Regions from separate parts of the Sus scrofa genome. Here region 2 is linked to region 1. A link is a contact called in public Hi-C data. All regions are on one chromosome and are shown on one strand. The core of a region is the stretch at or near the end of the contact, and the rest is flanking DNA. Distances in the headings are between cores, read along the strand shown.

Region 1 (7,472 bases), core at 2,899-5,398:
ACAAATGAGTCTGTCCTTCCAGACTTCTCTGTTCACATACAATAGACACACATTTTTCCATTTTTTTGTTCATCAAAAACTGGGTATCCTGTTGTACATTCTGTTCCACGGCCCTGCTTTGCAGGTCCCTGCATGTCCAGCGGCACAGAGCCTCCCTGCCTTACTGTCCAGAGTGCAGGTGCCATATCCTTACTGATAACACACCTCGGTGGTTTTTAGTTTTGGCTGTTCCAGAAACTGCCACAGCAAAACCTCGTTTTTTGTGGATTTGGGTTTGTATTCCTGGAAGCCAGGTGTCTCCAGGTGTGACAGGATCCAGTGGTTTCATTCTGTGCTCATGTTTGGGTAAAATGACTCTCCCTCCAGTGGCATGTCCCATCCCCCCAACCCTCACCCCAGGGGCCAGCGGCTGCTCCAGGAGAGACCGGATGGACCCACAGGGGACAGCGTGGCCTCCTCTGGGCCTCAGGGTGACCAGGAAGGAAGAGAAGCCGCCCCATCCCAGCCTCTCTCCCACATTCCTCCATCAGGGCTGATCTTTTATGACACGAAGGTGACGGTCATGAATCGAGTGCTGAACGCCACTGTGCAGAGGACGGCTGACCACGCGGCGCCAGAGATCACTCTGGACCCTCTGGAGATCGTAGGAGGTGAGATTAGCTACACAAGCCAGAAAATGCAGGCAGTGGTGCTTAAACTAGTTGATTTCTCTCACATTAGAAGCCTCTAGAAGAGGGCAGCCCAGGGCAGCTCTGGCTGTCCCTCGTGGGTGCTGCCACTCCTGTTGTCCTGCCGTGTGTCCCATCGTCCCATTGTTTGGCTTCCCGCTTCCAGTCATTCCACAGCGCCCCTTGCCGAGCAGCGGGGGGGGGGGGGGGGGGGGGAGGGGCAGCGGCACAGGCCACGCCTCCGCGGGGGGCAGGGCGAGAGAGTGGGCTTTCTTCTGGCCCTGCAGCTGCTAAAATCAGGGCTCTGGCCCCAAAGAGGGGAAGCTGGATACTGGGAAGGCAGCTGGAGTCTTTGCCACGGCCTGTGCAGACAGACGTCAGGAGGGCGAATGAGAGGAGCCCGCTGAGGCGGGAGGCTCACCCAGACTCACGGAAGGATGGGGGGGGCGATCCCCGGAGAACAGGGAGGGTGGGCCCCTTGAGGGACCCACAGGCAGAGGCAGGAAAGATCCAAAGATGTTCCAGGAGCAGAGAGCAGGCAGGAGCTGGGCTGGGTGAGGGGAGGGGGGGGCGGGGCTGGGAGGTGAGAGGCGCCCCGAAGGTTTCAGCTCTTCATCTCTCTCTTCCAGGGGAGATCAGAGCCTCTGAAAACTCCTACTTCTGCCAGGCGGCCAGGCAGCTGGCCTCGGTGCCATCTTCCCAGCTTTGCGTCAAACTGGCGAGTGGCGGTGACCCCACCTATGCCTTCAACATCCGCTTCACTGGGGAGGAGGTCCACGGCACCAGTAAGTGGCGGCCCCGCCGGGGCCTCTTTCAGCCAGTTCAGGATGGAGGCTGTGTTCAGAAAGTAAAAATTTCTGGGGTAATTTTTAGCCTAAAGATCTTACCCATTAGCAACAGTAGAGCCCCACCCTTATTATCGCGCTCTGCCCAGAAGCCAGGTCTGCCCTAGAGTGACCCTCTGTCCAGGCTCCCCAAACCCAGCCCCTCAGACTTGCCCTGTTCCCTGGGGATCTCGCGCCCCCTGCTGGTCGGTGACTTCAGCGCAGCACCTTCCAGGCTGTGGTCAATGCTAGGGGTGCGTTTCTTGCCGAGTGGACCTGGGAGAGATGCCCTCACCGTGGACTGGACTTCTTTTCCAGGAAGACCCCCCTGGCTGAGGGGTTGAGTTAAAATCTTGTATGTGCCCCATGAGAGACAGGGGTTTGAGGAGCCTGTGATCAAAATGGCACCTTCTGACATCTCACGCTGCAGGGATGAGGAATGGCCACTCAGAAAATGTTCCCTGGGGATCCTTTCAGTCAGATTAGCCCAGACACTCAGAAAATCCTCTCACGCTGGATGGGGGAAGAAAGTTCCTCTTCCGGTAGCCGCACCGGGCTGAGAACACTGTTGGGGCTGCTCTGTCTCCCATCCCGCCCTCATCATGCGGCCTCTGGGCACACCTCAGAGAATAGCTCTGTTCACTGAGACACCAGGCTCAACACCTTAACGCTCCTAATGACACCAGCTCTGTCCCGCTTTGCAGATGGGGAAACTGGGGCTCCACAAAGTTAAGTAGCTTTCCCAGGGTCAGGGGGCTCACTGGGGTTCAAACCCAGGTCTGTCCAGTTCCAAAGCCCAGCCCTTGATGGCTTCAGGAGACAAGAGTCTCCTGCTTTTCTCCTGGAACCGAGTGAAGGCCAAGCCCTGACATCTCCCCAGCCAAGTCCTCCCCGTGGGTCTGACCAAGCGGTATGTGCACAGCTGTTCTCATGCCTCAGGACACCAATGGGGATGCACAGGGGAGAGCAAGGGAGCCCCAGCCATAGAGAAGAGTTTTGCCAAAAACCCAAAGGCAGGTTTGGAGTGGCAGCAGGAGAGGAGTCGATCACTGCCCACTGCCCTTCGCCTGTGTCATGCGTCCATCCGTGTAGTTATACACACACTGAATGCACACTGAGGTCCCGGGCTTGGCTGGACACAGTTCTGAGTGAAATGGAGCCCTGCTTCCAGCCCAGCACAGGAGGCAAACATGGGTCCTACAAGCCCTCAGCATCATTGTCAACTTGCAACTGTGATAGGTGTCCCACATAGGGCCTGCCTTTGATCTCACTCAATCCCTGAAACCAGCCTGGAGGTCGGGACAGTCACTGCCCGCCTTTGGGAGATGAGGGGCTGAGGCTGGCTCCAGCAGGAACGTGATTCCCAGGAATCGCCCAGCTCATCAGTGGCCCTGTGTTCTCCCAGCCCTCAGCGAGTTCTCTTTCTAGGCCACTGAAGCCTGGGTCAGGGGTGGGGGGCAGAGGCGCTGACGTTCCTGATGGGGACAGGGCCTACAGGCAGGGAAGGCTGATGGGTCCCTGTCTATCGTGTAGGCGGTTCCTTCCGCCACTTCCTGTGGCAGGTGTGCAAAGAGCTGCAGAGCTCCTCACTGTCCCTCCTCCTGCTGTGCCCCAGCTCCGCCGTCAACAAGAACAAGGTAAGACACCAGGCCCCGGCAGCTGCGGCTAGTGTTCCCCCCGCCCCCCCGGCAGTCAGCTCCCTGGGAGCAGTGGCTCGCCAGGTGCATGGCCTCGTCAGCTTGGTGCTTCACCAGCCTTCCTGGTCTGGGCAGGGCCTCCCTTTGCAGTGGTTCCCTCCTGCCTGCCATGGGTCACGTGAGCCTGGGACACATGTTCCTGGGGCCAGTAGAGGCACAGGTGGGTCAGCTCACGCGTGCCTCCACTTTCAGGGGAAGTACATCCTGACCCCAAGCCCCATCACCTACGGGGAGGAGCAGCTGCTGCACTTCCTGGGCCAGTTGCTGGGAATTGCAATTCGAGCAGATGTCCCTCTTCCCCTGGACCTCCTGCCCTCCTTCTGGAAGACGCTGGTAGGGGAGCCCCTGGACCCTGACCAAGACCTGCAGGAAGCAGACATCCTCACCTACAATTATGTCAAGAAATTTGAGAGTGTAAGTAAAAAACACATTTTTTTCTAGGGGACAGCAGGACCCCAGAGCAGTGGCCTGCCATTCTGCTTAGGCCTCTGTGGCCCCCCTGGGGACTGACAGGGACCTCCCAGAGAACATGAGGGAGCATGAGGCACATCTACTGGCGAGGCTTGCCTCACGGGGCCCGGAGCCCCTGGCCTCCCTCCTTTACCATCTGCCCCACCTCGTAAGGACACAGGGGGAAGGGGCCCCCACAGCAGAGGGAGCAGAGGTGTTGGGTGGGAACTGCTCCACGCAGAGCTGGTTTCACTTTTAAGAGCTTCGTTTCGGGGCTTCACGAAGGGCGCAGGAGATCAGCTCTGGGGCATCACCTAGGCAGAGCGCTGGGAACACAGCACTTGTTCCCTCTCCTGAGGCCTGAAGAAGGCTGCTCTCCATGGGGGACAACTGCTGAAGGAAGTGCCAGCTGGTGGGCCTCCGGTGACACAGACGTGAAGGCCCTCTGAGGGGCCCCCAGTACCTGCTCTCTGTAATCCCCACAGCTGCCACTTGGGGGAGCCAGCATGTGGGAGCAGCTGAGCCAGGCGCCTGGCGAGCAGCGGGCGTTGCAGCACAGACAGGGCTGACGTGAATTGTCTGAAGGGTCAAAGCAGGACACCCCCCGTGGACTGGGGATTTATGAGTCGTTCCCAGCCACTGCTGTGAGAAGTCCTCAGGAGCTGTGGGTGGCAGCAGAGGCCTGAGACTGGCAGGGCCTCTAAGATAGTGTCCGAATAAACAAATGAAAACAAAACAAAACAAAAAAGCTGGTGTCCAGGCAGACAGTCCAGCCAAGGCTTCTGTCTGGGGAGGACAGGCAAGCCGGGATACAGAACCATCTTGGGGAGGGGAGAAGGAGGAGGCACAGAAACCAGAAAGAAACGCCTTGAACTTGTCAGGGGTGCCCGCTGTCATCACCACCCCAGAGCCGCAGGCTTTTCCGCTGGGTCAGTTCCTATCCTCTCCTCAGTAGCCCAGCATGCTCATCAGGGTCTTGTGAACCCTAAATTTCCATCAATGGGGTGCCGATGCTAGAGAGGTGGCCCACATACCTCACACAAGGGGAATCAAGTCAGGGCCCTCTGAGGACAGAAACCCCAGCTCAATCCAGATGAGAAACTTTTTTTTTTTTTCTTTTTAGGGCCACACCCGTGGCATATGGAGGTTCCCAGGCTAGGGGTCAAATGGGAGCTGCAGCCGCTGGCCTACACCACAGCCACAGCAATGCCAGATCGAGCTACGTCTGCGACCCACACCACAGCTCATGGCAACACTAGATTGTTAACCCACTGAGCAAGGCCAGGGATCGAACCTGCATCCTCATGGAGACCATGTTGGATTCTTAACCTGCAGAGCCACAACGGGAACTCCCCCCACACATACCTTTTTTTTAAATGATTCACTCTTAAAAGTACAGATGCAGATTTGGCTCTAGGGCAGAATCCAGGTACCTCCATGATGCTGTCAATGACTGATCTCAAGATGGCACCCACCTTCAGCCGTGCCCAGTTGGGGTGGCTGTAATTTGGGTCCCATTAGCCAGGCCTGGGTCATGTGCCTAACCTTCAAGTCATGGCAAGGCTGACAGGCCAGGCCTCTGCCATCTACCCACTCACAGTGGCCACGGTAGCCCCTACCCAGGCAGTACCTGGTGTTTGCCCAACTGGGTTGGGGTTCCATCTTCCGGGGGCCTGGGTCAGTCTGGGTCAGCCTCGCTCTGCTCTGCCCTCCAGATCAATGACGAGATTGAGCTGGAGGCCCTGTGCGCCGAGATCGCCTCCCAGCACCTGGCCACCGAGAGCCCCGACGGGCCCAACAAGCCCTGCTGCCGGTTCACCTACCTGACCATGACGGGCGAGGAGGTGGAGCTGTGCAGCCGCGGCCGGCACATCCCTGTGGCGTGAGTGTGCGGCCTCGGTTGGGCCGAGTGGCTCTCACCAGGGGGAGGATGTGGGCTGGACCGTGGGCCCCGGGAGAGCTGGTGGAACATCTTCAGTGGCCGGGCTGAGGCGGTGGACCCAGAGCAGAGGGGAGTCACTGAGCTGCCAGGCCCGGGAAATCCAGGTAGCAGTCTGGGGTCCTCTGGCGCCAGAGCAGCCTCTTGGGCATCGTCCCTCACCGCGTCCCCCGTGGCCCGCAGGTGGGAGAACAAGGACATCTACGCGGCCACCATCCGGAGCCTGCGGCTGCGGGAGCTGCAGAACGTGGAGTGCGTGACGGCCGTACGGGCGGGGCTGGGCTCCATCATCCCCCTGCAGCTGCTCACCACGCTCAGCCCGCTGGAGATGGAGCTGCGGACGTGCGGCCTCCCCTACATCAACCTTGAGTTCCTGAAGGTCGGTGGCAAAGCCGGGCTGGGCTGGGCTGGCAGGCATGTCTGCAGTGGCCCGTCACATGTCACAGTACTTCCTCTGTCCCCCTCCTGTCGGGGGGAGCTGTGCTCACTCCCATCTCACTGTAAGAGAGTCACTTGCCAAGGTCACCCAGCCAGGAAGCAGCAGAGTCAGACCTCAGACCCAGGTCCCCTGCCTCCAGAGCCCATGAATGAACCCCCAGGCTCAGGTGGCATATTCTTGCCAAGCCCCCTCCACTCCTCACCCTGGCCCATGCCAGCCGGGGACCTTGCCAGGTGACTTCACCTCTAGTGGGAATGGTGACAGGACCTACCCAGTGAGTTTCATTTTAGTGTACTGAGGTGTGTGTGTGTTACACAGAGGCGGTAACATAGTAGAGCCCCTGCTCCGGGCCTCCTGTGTAGGCTGGTCACACAGACAGCCGCTGCCTCTGTGGACCTTGTCATCCTGGCAACTCGCTGTGTCCCACGGCCGTGTTTCCCTGCGGCACCCGCTCCGGGTTCTGGCCCACTGCAGGCCGGCTCACATGTGTGGGCCTTTCTTCCCCAGGCCCACACCATGTACCAGGTGGGGCTGATGGAGACAGACCAGCACATCGAGTTCTTCTGGGGGGCACTGGAGATGTTTGCCCAGGAGGAGCTGTGCAAGTTCATCAAGTTTGCCTGCAACCAGGAGCGCATCCCATTCACCTGCCCCTGCAAAGACGGGGGCCCTGACACAGCCCATGTGCCCCCGTACCCGATGAAGATCGCCCCCCCGGATGGCACAGCAGGTACTGGCCTGACCTTCCCTGGTCATGTTCCAAGTGGGGATACATAGGCCCTTCTGTTTGGACCTGGGGTTGCCAGGCCCTGTGGAGGAGGGAACGACAGACAGGGACCTGAACACCAAAGCCCAAATAGAAATGAGGGCGAGGCGCGGGCGGGGAGAGGGAGCCTACGGGTCCTGGGCGTCCCAAACCCGACCTTTGCCAAGGGGCAGCATAGGCCTGATGTTGACATATCGTTGGAAATTTTAAAAGGCTTAAAATCCAGAAATGTTTTAATCTGCCAACTTTCTTCATGGTGCAAAATGATTAAATGTAGAAAATTCCAAGCAAAATGCTTTGCTAGCCAAACCAACCTGCCTGCAGCCAGATTCTGCCCAGAGGTCAGCCCCGTGCTGCCTGTGCTGTACGTACAGCGGCTGCCTTTTCCTCCCGAGTCTCCTCCTGCCCCGCCCCAGCCTCCCAGGCCTTCACCCGCTTCCCGCTGGGCTTGGGGTGAGCTTGGAGCCGTGCAGAGAGGCAAACCTGGAGGCAGAGGGCCCCGCCAGGCCTCCCCGGGACCCGGGCCCTCACACTGGCCCGATGTCTCTCCTGTAGGTTCCCCAGACTCTCGCTACATCCGCGTGGAGACCTGCATGTTCATGATCAAGCTTCCCCAGTACTCCTCTCTGGAAATCATGCTGGAGAAACTTCGTTGTGCCATTCACTACCGCGAAGACCCCCTGAGTGGC
Region 2 (7,472 bases), core at 1,251-3,750, 74 kb after region 1:
AAAAATGCCTTCCATTATTCTAGAGCAGATGTTGGCAAATTTTTTTCTGTAAAGTCCCATATGGTGAATATCTTAACTTTATGGGCCATATGGTCTCTGTTGCAACTACTCAGTTTTGCTCCTGTAGCACCAAAACAGCCACCGACCATGCATAAATGGGCATAGCTGTGTTCTAGAAAATTTTTTTTATTTATTTACTATTTGTCTTTTTTTTTTTTTTTTTTTTTTTAGGGCTGAAACTGGCATAAGGAGGTTCCCAGGCTAGGGGCTGAATTGGATCTGTAGCTGCCGACCTATGCCACAGCCACAGAAATGCAAGATCCGAGCTGCGTCTGTGACTTACACCACAGCTCATGGCAACACCGGATCCTTAACCCACTAAAATTTTATTTATGAACCCTGGCCTTTGAACTTTACATACCTTTAACATATTGTGAAATATTTTTCTTTTGATTATTTTGATTCTTCTTTTGATTATTTTATTACATTTTAAAAAAGTAAAAATCATTCTTGGCTCATGGCTGTACAAAAACAGTAGTCAGCTAGATATGGCCTATGGGTCATAATTTGTCCACTTCTAACCTAAAGGAGAAGAATGAAACTTTTGTCTGAATCTAAATCACAAGAGGATTTGCAAAGATACAGATTGCTGTGCCCACTCTTAGAGTGATAGATTCACCGGGTCTGGGGGAGTGCTTAATAATCAGCAGGTCTAGGGAGTTCCCATCATGGTTCAGGGGAAACGAATTTGACTAGTATCCATGAGGACTCAGGTTCAATCCCTGGCCTCACTCAGTGGGTTAAGAATCTGGTGTTGGTGTGAGTTGTGGCCTAGGTCACAGATGTGGCTCGGATCCTGTATTGCTGCAGCATAGGCTGGCACCTGTAGCTCTGATTTGACCCCTAGCCTGGGAACCTCCATATGCCAAGAGTTTGGCCCTAAAAAGACACACACACACAAAAAGAAATGATTTTTCCATGGGGATCGCATATTGTATATTTATTGGAGGGACCCCCCCCCCTTCCCCTCCACCACCACTCCCAACCATTTTCAACAAGAATTTCTCTGTGCACTTGCTTCTGGAATTTTTTTTCTTCCTCTTTAGCTTGCCCCAGGACAGAGTTGGGATGAGAGTTTCTAGTGCATGTAGTTAAAAAATACCCCCCATTATTAAAAATGTATTAAAAATCTATTACTTTGGAATGGTTTTAGACTTAACAGAAAGGCTGAAAAGAGGGTAAAGTTTTTACTACTCTTCAACCAGTTAACCTTAATGTTAACATCTTACATTACCATGTAATTTACATTCGTCAAAATGAGAAACCAACATTAGCATAATACTATTAACTAAATTCTAGATTTTATTTGCATTTCTTCTGTTTCTCCACTAATGCCCTTTTTTTTTCTGTCTCAGGATCCCAACCAGGATATCACATTACCTTTGGTTATCGTGTTTCATTGGACTATTATGGTTTCTCATAGTTTCCTTATTTTTCATGACCTTGACAGTTTTTTGGTTTTTTTCTTTCACCTCGACCCAGGCATGTGGAAGTTCCCAGGTCAGGGATCAAACCCACGCCACAGCCATGGCAATGCTGGATTTTTAACCTGCTGTGCCACAAGAGAACTCCCATCTCCCACTTTATTTAACTTTTCTGACAATTGTCGCTTTTTCTAACCACACTATATAAAATTGCCCCCCGTCCCTGTTCTCCTTTTCTCAGTTTCATTTATTATCACCTAATATACTGACATACTTATTTGATGATCTCCCTCCCAGCAAGGAAGGCCCCAGGAAAGCTCTGATTTATTTACAATGTATCTTCTCTGCCTAAATTCGAAACAGAAACAGCGGCATAATAGGCACTGGATAATTATATTGGGTATGAATAAACCCACCAGTAGAAAAGAGGATAGTATCTACCTTCTAAGGAGATACTAGGGTTGTTATGAGTATTAATGAAATAATTCATTTAGAGCTTGCAACACTAACTGCACATACTAACTGAATTACTTTTTTCCTTCAGTTTTATTGCGGTATAGTTGACAAATCCACTGGATTACTATAAATCTAGGGTGCTTCTTAGTTGGCTGAGCACCAGGAGAGAGATGAAGGGATCTCGAACATTTCTGGCAGATTTCTACTGTTGGTCAGCACCCCTTTCCCCTACTCTCTCCTGGGTCACCCTCCCAGAGGAGGTCCCAGTTCCTCAACAATTAATCAAAGACAAGTCTAACTGGTCCTTCAGCACAGATGAGAAATAAGATAAACTGGAGCAGCAGAGCCCTAACTCTGACCAAGAGTTTCTCTCCTTTCTTCACTCTCCCGTAAGTGACTCGGACGGGATTTTAATAGCAACGGCCGCCTCTATCAGCTAGACTGATTCCATCAGCAAAGGGGAGACGTATCCCTCAAAGTGGCAATAGTCTGTGGGAGGGGTGCGGTGTAAGTGTTGTCCCTTTCCGCGCAGGCGCGTTCAATCGCAACCCCGCGACCATCGCGATAGACGAGCGAGATCGGCGCTGGCCCTTTAACGGCCCCTTCCCGGGGGCCTGCCCTGCGCGTGCGCACTGCTGTTCTGCGCTTGTCATCATGGCGACGCGGGGCCATGTGCAGGACCCTAACGACAGGCGCCTCCGGCCCATTTACGGTGAGTGCCTGGGGCCAGTCTAGTCGCCAGCCGGATACGCCGAGGGCCGCCGGGGCCAGGGTAAAGGCCCAGGAGGGTCGCTGAGTGGCCAGGAGCAGGGCTGGCGAGCACAGGGGGTCGGCCGCGCGGGCCTCTAGGCCTCAGTCACGGGCCTCGCGGAAGCGCCGGCCTGGCCTTCCAGAGCCCTGAGGTGGCAGCTGCGCTGTTAGGGCAGCGGCAGGTCGGCAGAGCTGGCCCGACAGGCAGGCTTTGTAAGACATTTCCTCTGGTAGAGATCTGCTCTGCTCGCAGGTCGCGTTGTTGGGGCCACGCCAAGGGACACCCAAGATCTGCCCGCAGGTGGAAGCTAGCTCCGGTACAGGGCTGAAACACCCTACTTGAGGGAAAACCCCCACTGAAGACTTTTTACTTATGGAAACTGGGCCTAAAATGTTGTCTGACCAACAGTGCTTGGTGAACAGAGAGAAACTGAGGTTCTGAGAGAGGAAGGAGCTGACGCAAGGTCACCCGAATCGAGTCAGGAACAGGCCCAGATTTGAGGCTCCCCATCGAAAGCTCTTTGGTGGAGGAACAGCTGCTCAGGGTACACGTGGGAGGCGGGGGCGGGGGGGTGGTGGTCTTGGGCCCAAAATAGCGATGGGAAGATTGTGATAGTTTGGAGGGGCGTGCAGGGCCTTTCCTTTCTGTAGCTTTTCTGGCTTTCTGCAGCTTGCCTTCTGTGTGCTGAGTGGATCCCCCTTTGTAACGCTTAGCCCAATCCTCAGGTTTTAAGACCTTGATATCGTTCTGCTACACTTATTGTGAAAAATCACATATTTGAGTCACAGAAACATCTCTTCAATTACCGAGGTGTTCTGTAATTGGATAGTGGTTCCTGTTAGATGGTTGTATGGTCTTGGTCTGTGTCACTTCTTGATGAAGGAAGGCTTCAAGGTCAGTGGTTTTTCGCAAAATTAGGTCTCATGTTTATAGTGTGGATGTTACTAAATGGAGGTTTCTCCGCAGGGCTGAGATCACTTAACTTTTTTTTTTTGGAAGGGGGTAACTATATATTTCTGGTACAATTGCTACTTTTTGTAATTTGTATGATACTTTACTCACATCTCATTTGATTCTAGCAACAGCTTTGTGAGGTGGGTAAAAATAATAATAGCTAATATATATAGACTGTTAATTATGTCAGTCACTGTCCTCAGCCTTTTATATTTATCATTTAATTTTCACACATACTCCTGAGATAGGTAGTTTTTACAACCCCCTCCCTTTCTTTCCACAGATGAGGAAACTGGGGCTTTATTGATGTGTAATTTGTCTGTGGTCACTCAGCTAACACGAAGCTAGGATCTGAACCCTTGTGGACTGTCCCAGACTTACTCTTTTAACCACTGTGCTAGAAATCACCTCACTTTGAGCTGAAAACACTGGCTTACCAAAGGTCACATAGGTGGTGAGTGGTAGATTTCCATTTTCCCAGGACTGTGTATTCTCATGCCTCCAGTAAATATTTTCAAAGGGCAGAGATGACATATGCAAGGATGACCGAGAGTAGGAACTGAATCCAGGGTTTACAATTTGTGGCTCATTATATAGCTGTCTGCAAAAGCTGCCTGTAGACTTCTCTCTCTCTCTCTTTTTTTGGCCTTTTAGGGCTGCACTGTGGCCTATGGAGGTTCCCAGGCTAGGGGTCAAATCAGAGCTGCAGCTGCTGGCCTACCCCACAGCCACAGTAATGCCAGATCCGAGCTGCATCTGTGACCTACACCACAGCTCACAGCAATGCCAGATCCTTAACCCACTGAGCAAGGGCAGGGATTGAACCTGCATCCTCATGGATACTAGTTGGATTTGTTTCCGCTGAGCCGCAATAGGAACTCCAGGTATTTACTTTTGATTTTTGAAAACCACCTTGACCTTCCTAGAACTTTATTACTCATTATCCTTTTGCTAAAATGATTCTCTTGCGCTATGGGGTTCTGAACAGATTTTGTATTCTCATGTGACTTGGTGAGCCCTAATGCTTTCTTTTACCATTATTCACTTTATTTATTTATTTTTTGTCTTTTTGCCTTTTCTAGGGCTGCTTCCGCAGCATATGGAGGTTTCCAGGCTAGGGGTCAAATCAGAGCTGTAGCCGACAGCCTACGCCAGAGCCACAGCAACTCGGGATCTGAGCCTCATCTTCGACCTACACCACAGCTCATGGCAACGCTGGATCCTCAACCCACTGAGCGAGGCCAGAGACCGAACCCACAACTTCATGGTTCCTAGTCAGATTTGTTAACCACTGCGCCATGATGGGAACGCCACCATTATTCACTTTAAAAATTTTTTTTTCTTTTTTTCTTTTTTTTGTCTTTTTGTCTTTTTAGGGCCACACCCACAGCATATGGAGGTTCTCAGGCTAGGGGTCAAATTGGAGCTACAGCTGCTGGCCTACGTCACAGCCCCGGCAATGCCAGAACCGAGCCACGTCTTCCACCTACACCACAGCTCAGGGCAACGCTGGATCCTTAACCCACTGAGTGAGGCCAGGGATTGAACCTGAAACCTCATGGTTCCTAGTCAGATTCATTTCTTTGGCACCACAACGGGAACTCCACTATGGGCATCTTGATTGTTGGGGACAGTTCAAAAAAAGGTTCTCTGTGGAAGTGACGTTTTACTTTGGACATGAAAGAAGAGCAGAGGTTAGTCAGGCCATGAGATGGGGAGGAATGATGGACAGAGAGAGTGCGTAAAAAGATCTTGTTCTACTTGAGGACCTAAGAAGAGACTTAAACAGTTGGAATATAGAGATGGGTGAGACGAGGCTTCAGAGGTAGACGGACTCAGCTTTGTAAGCCATTTTAAAGTTTTTGACATTTGTTTTAAAGACAGTGGGAAAAGCTGAAGAGATTTAATTGGAGTGGTGTAATTAGGCTTGCGCTTTAGAAAGATAGCTCTGAATACTGTGGGGGAAGTAATTTAAAAGGGAGCAAATGTAGTGTGTAAGGCCATCAGTTAGAAAGCATTTATTATTATTATTATTATTATTATTATTATTATTATTATTATTTCAGCTAACCCTAGGGCATGTGGAAGTTCTTGGGCCAAGGATAGAATCTGAGCTGCAGCTGTGACTTTTAAATTTATTTTAAAATAATCTGTATCATTACCATTAGTGGAAAACCTGTCACTTGCCTGAGAAAACAAAACCATAAAAATAAATACATACAGAGCTCTCATTATGGCTCAGCAGGTTAAGAAACTGACATAGTATCCTCGAGGATGTGGATCCCTGGCCTTGCTTAGTGGGTTAAGGATCTGGCATTGCTGCAAGCAGCAGCACAGGTCACAGATATGGCTAGGGTCCGGTGTTGCTGTGGTGTAGGCCAGGAGCTGCAACTCCAATTCAACCCCTAGCAGGGAAACTTTCATATGCTTCAAGTGTGATCATTAAAAAAAAACAAAACAAAAAGAACAACCATACAATGAAAACAAAACAATGTTATTAAAGTCTTTTTCCTTTTTTCTGGCTGCCTTTGTGGCATGTGGAAGTTCCTGGGCCAGGGATTGAACCGGTGCCACCACAGTAATCAGAGCCACTTCAGTGACACCACCAGATCCTTAACCTGCTGAGCCACCAGGGAACTCCTTAACCAGTTTCTGATCATTGTGAAACTCTGAGACCTATGCCTTCTTTGTTTAAAAAGGAAAAATAGGTGGAGTTTCCTGGTGGCCTAGTGCTGAAGCATCCAGCATTGTCACTGCTGTGGCTTGGGTCACCACTGTGGTGTGGGTTTGATCCCTGGCCCAGGAACTTCTACATGCTATTAGCACAACTTAAAAAAAAAAAAAAAAACTCCCATCGTGACTGGAGTTCCCGTCATGGCTCAGTGGTTAATGAATCTGACTAGGAACCATGAGGTTGTGGGTTCGATCCCTGGCCTTGCTCAGTGGGTTAAGGATCTGGTGTTGCCGTGAACTGTGGTATGGGTTGCAGATGCGGCTCGAATCTGGTGTTGCTGTGGCTCTAGTGTAGGCTGGTGGCTACACCTCTGATTAGACCCCTAGCCTGGGAACCTCCATGTGCTTCAGGTGTGGCCCTAAAAAGACAAAAGACAAAAAAAAAAAAAAAAAGTGACAGGCTGAAGTTTTGCCTCTGGCACAGTGGGGTAATGATCTGACTTGTCTCTGTGGAGATGCTGCTTTGATTTCTGACCTGGTGCATCCCTATGCCTTGCTGCAGCTGTGGCATAGTTTGAAGCTGTGGCTCAGATTTGATCCCAGTCCCCGGCCTGGGGACTTCCATATACCGAAGGTGTGGCTGAAAACGGAGGAGAAAAAAAAAAGAAATGATAGGCTAATACCAAACTGAGACTATCCTTAATATAAAGGAAAGAAAAGAGCTCAACTTTTTCACTGTGAGCGTTATCTAGTGCTGCCTGTAAGAACCTCCTGAAAACTTTTAGTTGGAGTGATGTTTTGAAAAACACTGCTTTCGGAGTTCCTGTCATGGCTCAGTGGTTAAGGAATCCGACTAGGAACCATGAGGTTGCGGGTTCGATCCCTGGCCTTGCTTAGTGGGTTGAGGATCCGGCGTTGCCGTGAGCTGTGGTATAGTTTGTAGATGCGACTCGGCTCTGGTGTAGGCTGTCGGCTACAGCTCCAATTCGACCCCTAGCCCGGGAACCTTCATATGCTGCTGGAGCGGCCCAAGAAATGGCAAAAAAAGAAAAAGAAAAGAAAAACACTGCTTTCACCAATACATAATCTTTTCTTTTTTTTTCCGGCTTTTTTTAGGGCCACACCCGAAGCATATGGAAGTTCCCAGGCTCGGG

What was found. Hi-C and Micro-C count contacts between places; a contact is called where the count stands out from the background.
Region 2: a contact with region 1 is called in a Hi-C map of alveolar macrophages, with 4 times the contacts expected there. The contact joins the promoter of NAA25 here to the enhancer-like site in region 1. A contact is called at or near these places in 3 of 5 promoter capture datasets (fetal liver and liver), 23 of 47 Hi-C or Micro-C datasets (alveolar macrophages, blood, brain and 12 more) and 2 of 2 datasets of contacts at active chromatin or transcription factors (alveolar macrophages and skeletal muscle).

The regions. Positions count from the first base shown.
Region 1 is chr14:39,528,218-39,535,689 of Sscrofa11.1, forward strand. HECTD4 (probable E3 ubiquitin-protein ligase HECTD4) reads left to right here. Exons shown (of 76, transcript XM_013990365.2): 69 at 531-650; 70 at 1,298-1,453; 71 at 3,026-3,129; 72 at 3,382-3,603; 73 at 5,355-5,521; 74 at 5,762-5,957; 75 at 6,525-6,747; 76 at 7,339-7,472. Among named protein-coding and RNA genes, the nearest start is that of TRAFD1, 48 kb to the right of the region's middle. Within about 2 kb of position 4,149, at least 26 of the 83 cell types and tissues checked have an H3K27ac peak or open chromatin away from gene starts, as enhancers often do. A contact at or near this core is called in alveolar macrophages, embryonic fibroblasts, retroperitoneal adipose tissue and 2 more, where this site is marked.
Region 2 is chr14:39,604,299-39,611,770 of Sscrofa11.1, forward strand. It overlaps NAA25 (N-alpha-acetyltransferase 25, NatB auxiliary subunit), which reads left to right and starts at 2,501. Exons shown (of 24, transcript XM_021074209.1): 1 at 2,501-2,652. The coding sequence starts at 2,595.